Regions from separate parts of the Mus musculus genome. Here region 2 is linked to region 1. A link is a contact called in public HiChIP or PLAC-seq data. All regions are on one chromosome and are shown on one strand. Each heading gives the region's core, a stretch centred on a gene start, on an enhancer-like site or on the middle of the called end of the contact. The rest is flanking DNA. Distances are from core to core; before and after follow the strand shown. Region 1 holds the start of Tomm7 (translocase of outer mitochondrial membrane 7). Region 2 overlaps Kcnh2 (potassium voltage-gated channel, subfamily H (eag-related), member 2).

Evidence for each region. HiChIP or PLAC-seq counts read pairs in DNA pulled down with a chosen protein or histone mark.
Region 2: a FOXA1 HiChIP or PLAC-seq map of pancreatic cancer cells shows a contact between it and region 1. The contact joins the enhancer-like site here to the promoter of Tomm7 in region 1. A contact is called at or near these places in 4 of 39 promoter capture datasets (cranial neural crest, embryonic stem cells, hippocampal neurons and 1 more), 4 of 115 datasets of contacts at active chromatin or transcription factors (the 230-238 cell line, bone marrow-derived macrophages, embryonic stem cells and 1 more) and 1 of 9 other capture datasets (embryonic stem cells).

The regions. Positions count from the first base shown.
Region 1 is chr5:23,840,518-23,846,258 of GRCm38.p6, forward strand. Tomm7 (translocase of outer mitochondrial membrane 7) reads right to left here and starts at 3,628. Exons shown (of 3, transcript NM_025394.3): 1 at 3,454-3,628; 2 at 1,193-1,241. The coding sequence starts at 3,556.
Region 2 is chr5:24,318,644-24,324,384 of GRCm38.p6, forward strand. Kcnh2 (potassium voltage-gated channel, subfamily H (eag-related), member 2) reads right to left here. Exons shown (of 15, transcript NM_013569.2): 9 at 5,690-5,741; 10 at 4,428-4,621; 11 at 4,012-4,111; 12 at 3,303-3,578; 13 at 2,993-3,179; 14 at 2,602-2,779; 15 at 946-1,506. The coding sequence ends at 1,357. It overlaps Gm15589 (a long non-coding RNA gene), which reads left to right. Exons shown (of 4, transcript XR_003955875.1): 2 at 299-375. Among named protein-coding and RNA genes, the nearest start is that of Gm15589, 10 kb to the left of the region's middle. Within about 2 kb of position 2,073, at least 115 of the 459 cell types and tissues checked have an H3K27ac peak or open chromatin away from gene starts, as enhancers often do. A contact at or near this core is called in pancreatic cancer cells, where this site is marked.

The sequences.
Region 1 (5,741 bases), core at 2,378-4,877:
GAGAAACCCTGTCTTGGAAAACAACAACAACAACAACAACCAAAAAAAAAAAAAAAGAACACCGGGCGTGGTGGCACATGCCTTTAATCCCAGCACTTGGGAGGCGGAGGCAGGCGGATTTCTGAGTTCGAGGCCAGCCTGGTCTACAAAGTGAGTTCCAGGAAACCCTGTCTCGAAAAACCAAAACCAAAAAAAAAAAAAAAAAAAACAGAAAAGACATGTTTCATGTCTCAATCTTACTGATTAAAAATGTGACTTTGTGACAAGGCTCTATAGTTTATCCTTAAAGGCCATCCAGGCCTTTCTATGTTTAGAAAACACAATATACATTCATCATTATATATCAAATATAAAGGTCTCCCATTGAGTCCAAGTACTTTTATATACAGCTAAGATATGAAAGCAAACTCTTCAGCTATTAAGATTTCTTTCTCAGGCTGGGCGTGGTGGTGCATGCCTTTAATCACAGCACTCGGGAGGCAGAGGCAGGCGAATTTCTGAGTTCGAGGACAGCCTGGTCTACAGAGTGAGTTCCAGGACAGCCAGGGCTACACAGAGAAACCCTGTCTCGAAAAACCAAAAAAAAAAAAAAAAAAAAAAAAAAAAGACAATCTTCCTTGGTCTGACACAACTAAGGAAATGATGCTCATCTTACTTATGTCTTAGCTGGGTGCTATGAATTAAGCCTATACGTCAGCACAGTCAGGGTTACACAGAGAAACCCTGTCTCGAAAAAACCAAAAACAGACAAACAAAAAAAACAAGACCAGCCTATAAAATACTGGAAGCAGATAGAACCTTTAAGAGAAGCCTTATAGGAAGTTAGACTGTGGTGGCATGTCCCTGAGCGGGATATATTATCAATTCTAATTTTAAGTAAAAAGAGCAAAATTCTATGTTAGCATTAGATACACAAGTTTACCCTTTCATGGCATAAGGGGATAAATTAATTCTTTTCTTTTAAAAATGTGTATCATTATGGTTATAACATAGTAAGTAAAGATTTTTAAGGTGGGAGGAAGAAAGGAAAGCAGCTACACAATAATTAATACAAGCTAGGCTAGACCACAATACTTCTAACAACCCAAGACTGTAATGACTGGTGACGTTATGGGTCATCCACTTCCTAATGACTTAATACCAATTAACATATGAGCATCTGTCTTCAAATGTTGATATTCAAGAGCATTACCTTAAAACCGACGGTTCAGGCATTCCAGGATCTGCACCCCTTGTAAATCCTGAAGGAAAAAAAATAAGAACTTTCAAATGAAACAATTACGAGTCCAGCAGACAAAATGTCTACAATCCAATCTGGGACACCCGTCTCAGCTGACTTGTGCTGCTGAAGGTTTCTAGTTTCCACCAGAAAGTGGAGCAGCAACCATGACCATTCGTTCATCAGAAAGGACAGTTGTTTCCACTGTGCAGTTAGCAGATCATCTTAGCATGGCTTACTTTTACAGTCACTCCCAAGACTATTACAAGTCCCAAATCACACTGGAAAACTCCAAAAAGCTTAAAGAAAGAGGAAAATGACACCTTTTCTGAAAGAGTAATTGAGAATATCTTACTTTATCTTCCACAAACTACTCTCTTGATAAAGCAAGCCTCAAGATAGAAAAGGAGGGAAAATAATTTAATATTATTTATCTACCTATTTAGAGCAATATACCTTTACTATTTAAATACAATTTAAACTCTGTTGATGATATATATTAATTTCCTGAATAAATGATTAACAGGCACACAGGCACATACACAGAAGTGCTGGGAGGGCAGCCCTATCAGCATCAATCTTAAATTCCCTACTGGATGCCATGACAAGCCCCAGGAAAGGAACCAATGTGAAGCATCCAGTTCTCAGACCCAAGATTCTGACAAGTAGCTACAGCTTCTAGCTATGGACATAGCTGTGCACAACTTTAACACATTGTTCAGAAGTTGAAGGCAGGAGGAGCTTGAAATTACAGCCAAGCCAGCCTAGGCTGCATGAAAGGGGCTCATCTGGCGGTGGTGGGGGCAGAGGTGTATCTCAAGAGGAGAGCCTAGTGCACCTGTAGTTCCAACTACACCATAGATGAGGCTGAATTGCGAGTTCACCCAGCCTTACCTACAGGCAAACTATGAAAATGGAGCGGGGCTCAAAGAACTGTATGGACAACCCGGCCTACAAAAGTAGAGCCAGCAGTGGGTGGTGGCGCACGCCTTTAATCCCAGCACTCGGGAGGCAGAGGCAGGCGGATTTCTGAGTTCAAGGCCAGCCTGGTCTACAGAGTGAGTTCCAGGACAGCAAGGGCTATACAGAGAAACCCTGTCTCGAAAACAAACAAACAAAAAACCCCAAGCAAACAAAAAAAGTAAGCTGTCACAATTATCTATCTGATACCTATATAATATCACTGTCTGAGATTTTCTTTTCTTTCAAAATAGAGGAGAAAAGAGCTGTATGTGACGGTGCAGGCCTGTAATTCAAACACTGGAAAGGTAGGGAAAAAAAAAAAAAGAGAACCAGGAGTTCAAGGCCAGCTTGAGCAACATGAGGCACTGTCTCATCAGTAATACTTAGGAACACCAAGAAAAATACTTGTCCTATCAAAATATCCAGGTTATCACAGCTCACATACTTCTCACAGGTACAACAGCTGCCTGGAGAAATGTCCAGCCTAGTTAAAGGCTCTGCCAAGACTACAAATGAATGTATTTTATCTTATATAATGCAAGTCATGTAAAACAAACGAGAAGCAGCACCTTGTGAGGGTCCTGCTTTAATGAGAAACGCCAGATTCCATATTAGAGCTCTGAGACCTGGAGCTAAAATCCTCTGCTGTTTACCTTACGGGATGAATAAGGCAATTAAGATAAAAAATTGTAAAACTACTCAACCAGGAACAGAACCAGTTCCAGAGTGTAGCCCTAGGTGAAAATATTTGCCTGGACACTTGGGCAAGGAAAGTACAACTTTATGGCTGTCTTTCCCTGCAAAATGGGGTCTGTAACTTTCGGGAGAAAAAAAAAAATCACCGAAATCCTTCATTATACAAGAAAAGCGTAGGCATCCAATGGTCACAATCATGCTTTTAGGCAGTGACGTTTTAACCTGGTTACCGTCTTCCCACTTAGGCTAACCTACAGGAGGGAAACGTTCTAAAAGTCAAATAGAGGATTAATCTTTCTTTAGGGGTCATATAAACCTAAAACCAATCTTGAAAGGTCTTGCTTTTATTTTACAGATTTAAGTAGGGAATATAAGGGATTGTGTGACTGGTTAAACACTACTCAAATAGCTAAAAGGAACTGGAAGATGGTTTTTCGAGCCCGGGCAGACAGCCTCGGAAATCGTGGACAACGCGGAGGCCGGGTTTAATTTCCTAGCCCCGGATGGCAAAAAAGGAGACTCAGACCCCACCAACCCCTGCCCTGCGGCTCCTCCCAAGTTCTTCAATCACTGACCCAGGTAAATCACGAGAGGAATAAAGCCCCAGCGGATGGCAAACTGGCCGCCCTTGAAGAGCTGCTGCAGCCTCTGTTTGGCTTCTTTGCTCAGCTTCACCATGGCGACGACGGACCAGCGGAACGAGGAGCCCAACAACCACCACCGTGTCCGGATCCCGGAAGGGAGAGGAGCTGCGCATGCGCCACGTGGGGCCTTTACGGCAGGAGTCGTGAGGCATCGCCGACAGAGGCCGTAATCCGTCGCCTTCCAGCAACCTAGCTCCGCCTTGCGGGTTCACTGCTCCCGCCTCGTTTTTGTTGTTTTATTGTTGGGACGAATCCGGCTTTTCCTGGAGGGGCGGGGCGGGAATTGTCTTTCCAGATAGGGGCTCCCTGTTTAAGACTTTGCTGCCCTTGAACCCATGGAGCTGCTACTGCATCAGCGTCTCGAGTGCTGGGATTCAATGCGCGCTGTTTGCTGAAGATTGCCAGACGCGCTCACTTGAGGCCTACTTTTTTATCTACAACTACCTTTATTTTTTTCCAGCATCTTTCCAGAGTTTTAAAGCACACATCCCAGCGATGATCTTTGAGAAAGAAGGAATGTTATTTTATATACTGTTCTGTTATCTTGGCTAAGTTCCTTACTATCCCAGAATCAGTTTCTTCTATGGCTGCTAAAACCGGACGTCACCGGGCACTCTTCCAGGTTTCCTTCTACTTTGCACCCGTTCTCTGTTTTTCATTTAACAACATTTTCAAATCTGGGAAGTTCGCGTGAAATCTGGGTTTATTTGTCTGTTTTTCTTTGACACTTCTGGCTTCTAGACTTACATCTCAAGGACTGCCAAGGAACTTAATGAGATCACTGGGCACAAGGGGTTCATGGGAGTTAAGCTACATTTTTACTATAAAGGAAGTTATAGACTTTTGTGTGTGAGAGTCCCAGAAAACTGCAGTTTACATCTGGGAAGGAGTAAAGTCAGATATGCTTAAGCCTTGAGTGTGGTCACTGTTTCAATATTCTTAGTTGAAAATAGTTCTGTATAAAAGGAGTACTGCCCCGTAACAGCAAATGCTGTTAAATGTCAGGGGAGTCTTTGCTCGGCTGGTGGGATTCTTCAGCCAGACGGGACACCTTTCACTTCCCATGTCTCCTTAATTCTGTCTTTCTCTCCTGCCCCACTGCATTCATCCTCAAAGAATACATTTTTATTAATACAATGCAATGAAAAAAAAAAACCAACAATAAAGAACATAGGTGTAGAAAATGCGACTCTAGGATCAGAAGTGCCAAGATTTTAGTCGAATTCTGCAATTGACTTGAAATAAGAAACTTGTGAATTGGCTGATCCCATAGCAAAGCATCTAATTAGTTCACCATGGTTACTAGGAAAGCAGTGCTCTGATCCTAAAATGCAGTGATGTAAATGAGCCAAATGAGAACAGAAATTTTTATGCATCTTGTTTCTCAAAATACTCTGTTTAGAAATACACAATAGAGGGGTTGGGGATTTAGCTCAGTGGTAGAGTGCTTGCCTAGCAAGTGCAAGTCCCTGGGTTCGGTCCTCTGCTCTGGAAGAAAAAGAAGAAAGAAGAAAGAAAGAAAGAAAGAAAGAAAGAAAGAAAGAAAGAAAGAAAGAAAGAAAGAAAGAAAAGAAAGAAAGAGAAAGAAAGAAAGAAAGAAAGAAAAGAGAAAGAAAGAAAGAAAGAAAGAAAGAGAGAAGAAGAAAGAAGAAAAGAAGAAGAGGAAGAAGAAGGAAGAAGAGGAAGAAGAAGGAAGAGGAGGAGAAGGAGGAGGAGGAGAAGGAGGAGGAGGAGGAGGAGGAGGAGGAGGAGGAGGAGGAGAAGAAGAAGAAGAAGAAGAAGAAGAAGAAGAAGAAGAAGAAGAAGAAGAAGAAGAAGAGAAGGAGAAGAAAGAAAAGAAAGAAATACACAATAGAGCTGGGCGTGGTGGCACACACCTTTAATCCCAGCACTTGGGAGACAGAGGCAGGCAGATTTCTGAATTCAAGGCCAGCCTGGTCTACAGAGTGAGTTCCAGGACAGCCAGGGCTACACAGAGAAACCCTGTCTCAAAAAACCAAAACAACACCACCACCAACAATAACAAAACAAACTAACATATTCAGCAAAGATCCTAATAGGAACACAAAGGCCAGAGAATCAGGGGCACTCAGCTCTTACTCACCTTAGCCATCTTTCAGTCACTTCTTTGTAAAACTGTTTATTATTATTATTATTATTATTGTGTGGTGTGTATGTGTGTGTTTGTGTGCATCTGTGTGGTGTATATGTGTGGTGTG
Region 2 (5,741 bases), core at 823-3,322, 480 kb after region 1:
TGCTGGGAGAGTCTCTAGGCTGCTCTACCATGCTTATCTTCAAAGTTAGCATACTCATCTCAAAGGGACAGAGGAGGAGAGGGATCTTGAGGACCAGTCTGGGCAGCCTCTGGCAGCACTGTCACCTATAAGCCAGCCTTATAGCAAAACTCACCGCTGCCTTTGCCTGGCACATGCAGGCATCATCTCTGCAGGGTGTGTTCACAAGTCCAACAACACAAGTGCACACAAACCTGCACACATAAGCAAGGGGAATCGTCACTATCCTCAAGATATATGCTTGACTTACTTCCAACAGAATGAGCCACCTTGCAACCTCCATCTTCTCAGCAGCTCCTCTGTGGCCAACAGTCACAAGGGACCAAGGTAATCAAGGTAAGATCACCTGGAGCTAGACACAGGTATGTGCTGGTCACAGTGGGGAAGCCAGACCCATGTGAGACCCAACTATACAAGGTCAACCTAAAGCCAATGAGGGGTAGGGAAGCTGAACTCTGACCAAAGAGAACCCAGGTGGGTGTGATGCCGGACTTGTGAACTATTTGAGAGGGACAAGTGTGTGGTTTTACCATGTAGGGCTGACTTAGGACCAGTGCCCAGGAAGTAAATCAGCATGATTGTGAAGGGTTGCACTCAGGGTACAAGTAGCCTATCAGACTCAAAGTAGCCCACATGGCTTGGTTGTCCCAAATCCAGGACCATATTGTCTGGCTCCAGGAAACACTCTCCATCTTTTATGTACATGGGTACATGGGTATATGAGAAGGCATGTGCCCGCACATGTGTGCGCGCACACACACACAAACACACACACAGAAAAGGGGAAGGATATCTGGTCACCCCTGTAGGCCTGGACATAGAGAGGCCAGGATCCCTGTACAGAGGCTCTGGCACTGCCACTTAAGTACGTTTAGAACATAAACATGAGATACAGCAGGTGATGGCTGAAGCTAACCAGCACCCTGGAGTCTCCTCAGGATAATTATTTATTATTCATAGTCATCAGCATCTTCATTAATTATTCATATGATCCTTAATTATTATCCTTAACAATAAGAGCAGTAAATAGCAGAAAAGTCCTTGAGGTGCCTAAGGCCCAGGGCCGGTGCCTCCGGGCAGTTAGACCAGCTAATGCCCCCAGGGCAGTGGGGGGACCACAGACCCCCATCCACTGCCCAGCTCTGTCCTGCCCCTCCCAGTGGGGCCCAGGGTATTGCAGGAGGAGATGCTGGTCCCAAGGGTGGGGATGGAGGTGCTTCTGCACAGGTCTCCCCTCCAAACCAGGGTCTCCAAGGAGAGCGGTCAGGTAATGCCCTGAACCCAGGGTGAGCCACATGTCCACAGTGGGCAGCATCACTAACTGCCTGGATCTGAGCCATGTCTGTGCAGGGGCTGGGAGGTAAGGGCCCCCAGCTGGCCGGGCAGGGAGAGGCGTCGAGTGGGGCCATCTTGGGGGAGCTCTGGGGCTCCTGCAGGAAGCTCCTCAAACGCCACGAACTGGGAAACCTGCAAAGACCACAGAGCTTGAGAAGGCACTCAAACGTGGGGGAGGAGGAAGGGGCGGAGACCGGAGGTCAGAAACGTGGGGGAGGAGGAAGGGGCGGAGACTGGAGGTCAGAGAGGCTTAGGTGGGCAGAGTGGGGACCTGAGGGGACAAGAAGGCTGCAACTTCTGTAAAGAAATGCACCTTTGTGGCAGGAGCCAAATGAAAGGGCTGAGAGCCACTCACAGCCACCCTGACAGAGGACCTTGCTCTGGACCCGGAGAAGCTGGATTCCAAGCTCTAGCCTCTCCCTTCCCTAGGGAATGTGCCAGGGCAGCGGGAGCAAAGCCTACATGGAATAAGAAGTCCCTGCTTTGGGAAGGCAGCTAAGACAGAGAGAGACAAGGTGCCTCCTTGCAATTTTCCAAAGAACCCTGGGGCCCTGGAAACAACAGTGGGCCAGCGGCCAGGTCTCTGAGGCCAGGGAGAGCGCTAGGGCGGGCAGGAGGGATTTGTGGGTGCTGACGTGTCTACTGGTGAGATCCCTGCGGGGGAGGCTGTGAAGGGAGACTGGCACATTTGCTGACGTGGGCCCTGGTGTCTGCAAACAGGAGCAAGCAGCATATGGGACAGGGAGCAGAGCTGGGGGTGGGAGTAGATCCCAAGCCACCTCTGGGTGCCATAGGAGCCCCCACCCCCACCCCCTTCAAGCACCTATCAAAGCTAGAGCTGGCAGAAAAGACCCAGCTACAGCTGTCCTTCAGGAGGTTACTCAAAGAGAAGAGATGTGGATCAGGGAGGTCCTATCTCAGAGCCTTGATCTTGGCACCCTGGACATGCCAGCAGCCTTCAGGAGGCTATAGCACTGCTAGAGTAAGAGCCAAGATGAGAGGCGGCAAAGTCAGAGGGGGATAACCACAGCAGGGACCACTCTCAGGCAGCATCCAGACCCAAGGCCCAGGCTCAGACATCATGTTTACATCTGGCCCTTAGGTTGCCTGGCAGGAGCAGGTAGAAGAGGATGGGGGTGAGGAAGCCACATTTCACACCCAGCAGCTGTGCAGTCGTTGGGGCAGAGAGGGTGCGGCTGGAGGCTGGGAGTGGGCTCTAGAATGTACCTGAGAAAGCGAGTCCAGGGTGAGAGTGGGGACAGGGCCGACAGGCAACAAAGGGGATGCGGAAGTGGGGCCGGGCCCAGGGGTGGTCACAGCACTGTAGGCAGGAGGGACCAGGGTCATTTGCCTCTGTAGCAGCTGTAGGACAGTGGCCATGTCTGCACTTAGCCGGGTTTCCAGCCTGGGGCAAGGAAGGAAGATTTCTCAGAAGTGGAGATAGCTGGTTCACTCTAGGCTCCCTCCTCATGCAGCTGAGGAAGGAGAGGGTCCACCTGCCTGGCACAGACAGTCCTAGACAGAGCACCCCTGAAACATCAGCAGAAACCCAAAGAGGCCCCAAGTTCCCCCACAGTGCAGCCTACCCCGTGCCCATTCCCTGGGCACCCATCTTTACCTGTTCAGCTGTCTCTGGAGTGCGTCCAGCCTGCTCTCCACATCACCCCGGGATCGCCGACCAGGGCTAGACAAGGGGATGTTGAGGAGGCTGGGGGCAGGGGCAGGGCATCGAGGCAACTCCTGGTACTGGCGCCCCCGACTGTCCCCCCAGAAGCTGAAAATATTGGACACCCCAGAGAAGGCACCTGGAGCCAGAGAGGAGTGGGGTCAGGAAGAAAGTCAGGCCCCTGCCAGTCCCTACCCATCCCCCATACTGCCCATCCCCCACACTCACTCACTCCCACCCCCACCCCAAGGCCCAGGCCTACCTGACAAGGGATTACAGGTGTCACTTTTCTCCCCATCCTCTGTCAAAGGCTCCCCACCTGGGGGGTCTCCCGGAGGCCTGGGGCTGGAGAAGGGCACCAGGCGGAGGGGACTGGAGCTGCGACCAGGGCCCTCATCTTCACTGCTCTCTGGGCTGGAAGGGCCGCTGGATGGGCTCTCCCCCCATGGCCCTCCCGGCTGTCCCCGGCAACTCGGCCCTGGCCCAACTCGGGCAGGGCCTTGCCCCAGGGCTGACACCTCCCCTGGCTGCTCTGTGTCTGTGGGAAACAGAGAGCATACCTCAGAGAGAGGGGAGAACAGGGGACGGGCAAGGGGAGCTGAGCAAGGGGCAGAGTGTGAGGACGGACAAAGTTGTTTTATCTCGCGCCCTGCCACACCCCGGGGGGGGGGGGTCACTTCTGACTCCAGATCTCTGGCTCTCTGTAGCCCTCTGCTTATTCCTTTGTTCTTGTGCTCCCTCCTGCCACCTCCCTCCTCTCTTTAAGGGGTCAAGGCCCGCTAGACAACACTCAGGCATAATAAAGACCAAAAGCCCAGCCTTTGTCCAGTGGAAGGGAGGCATGGGGGTGGGGTGCACTGGAGGACTGCGTGCCTGAACGCTGGGCAAGGGGTGGAGCCTGCACAGCCTGACCCTGCCCGCACTCCCCTCTGCCCTCCACTCTCCTCCTGCCCTCCCCTTGACCATCTCACCCTTGTCTGTACGCCTGCGGAATGACAGTTTGCGCTTGCGTTGCCTGTTAAAGCCGCTCTCTAGTTCTGCACTGCCTGGGGAGCCAGGAATCATGTTGGTCTGCAACGAAGAGAACAGTCAGAGCCCTTAGGTCCATCCTGCCTGGCTGTCCTGGAATATGGGGGTGGGGCAGGCAACTGCACCCCTTCCTTAACCTAGGGAGGTGGGGCTGTGGGGAAGAATTTTCCCTACCCCCATCCCACCCTGTGTCACTTTCCCCCAACACCCTGAGGTTGGTACTTCCATAGCCTGATCTGACTGTAAAAAGACAGAAAAGCAGGCAAAGAAGCTGTTTTCCACAGTCACAGGGAAGGGGCAGCCTGTCAATCATCAGCTCTCTTGGGGATAAAGGCAGCTCTTGAGATGGCCCACTCACATCTCGAAGGTTGAAGGTGATCTCCAGGCTAGACCAAAAGTGATCTGAGAACTCGGGATACATGTCCAACACCTCCAGCAAGTCATCACGATGGATCTTGTGCAGGTCACAGTACGTGAGGGCCCGCACATCCCCATTGGACTTTCCAGGACGGGCATATAGGTTCAGAGGCTCTCCAAAGATGTCGTTCTTCCCTGGAGGCCGTGCAGAAGACAAAGGCTTGAGCCCATGGCATCGGTGGGAGAAGAGCGGGCACCCTCTGGGTCAGCTCCACCCTGCACAGCATCTCCAGTCATCCAACTCCCAGCCACACAGCCAAGGCAGCTTGAGCCAGTTCACATGCTCAGGGCTCTCAGCAGATGGGGAAACACCAGTGGCCAGAGGTGGCAGAGGGAAGGACCAGAGATTTGGAGTCTCTCAGCAACTACTCAGCTAGAAACCGCCAAGGATGCTCCAGCTCTGCCTACAGCAGTGGTGGTTTCCTTGGGACAACTCTACTTCTATCCTCAGATACCCTCCTAACAAAGTACAGTTCCCTATAAACTATGGTCTTAAGACTATAAAAGGCAGCTTGTGGTCAATCAGAACCAGTACTGTTTTACTGAAAGAAATTTCAGGATAGCATAGCTTAGCACAGCGAAGCACAGAAAAGACCAAAATGTGCTCACGTGTGTAGGAAAACTTGATTTCGCTGGGAAGGGAATAAATTGTGGAGTGGTATACATGTTTGGGCTGAACTGTGAAATAAAAGTCTAAAATGGGCACGTCTATAAGCCATGGGCAAAAGTTTGATGCAAGAAACAAAAAACAAAAACAAGAAACAAGAAACAAGAAACAAAAAACAAAAAACAAAAAACAACCATGGGAGGGCAAGAAGCCTCCACTGTCCAAGTGCCATCCATGCACACAATGGCCACAGGCCATTGGGACATGAAGCTTCAGGGAACTGTGTCCTTAGTGAAGGTGGATGCATAGCCTCCAGATGAGAATGTCCCACTCAACTACAAGACAATATTCAACTTTAAGGAAACACTAGATGCCTTTCTATGGATAGATCCTGAAGTTCCCTCAAGTGCAGGGAAGGCTACATAGTCTCCCAATCTAAGAGCCCCGTGTCCTACAGGGTTCCTCTCTGTTGCCCACCCTGAAGGCCCCTCCTCGGGTGACAAAAGAACACAAGAATCCTGCCAGCCACCCCACACCCCAGTGTATTCAGAGGGCTCAGGTCTCTCTGGGTTTCAGTGGGCGTCCCCACCCCATACCCAAGATGGCCACCACGACATCACCCCGCAGGATCTCGATGGAGCCCCTGGA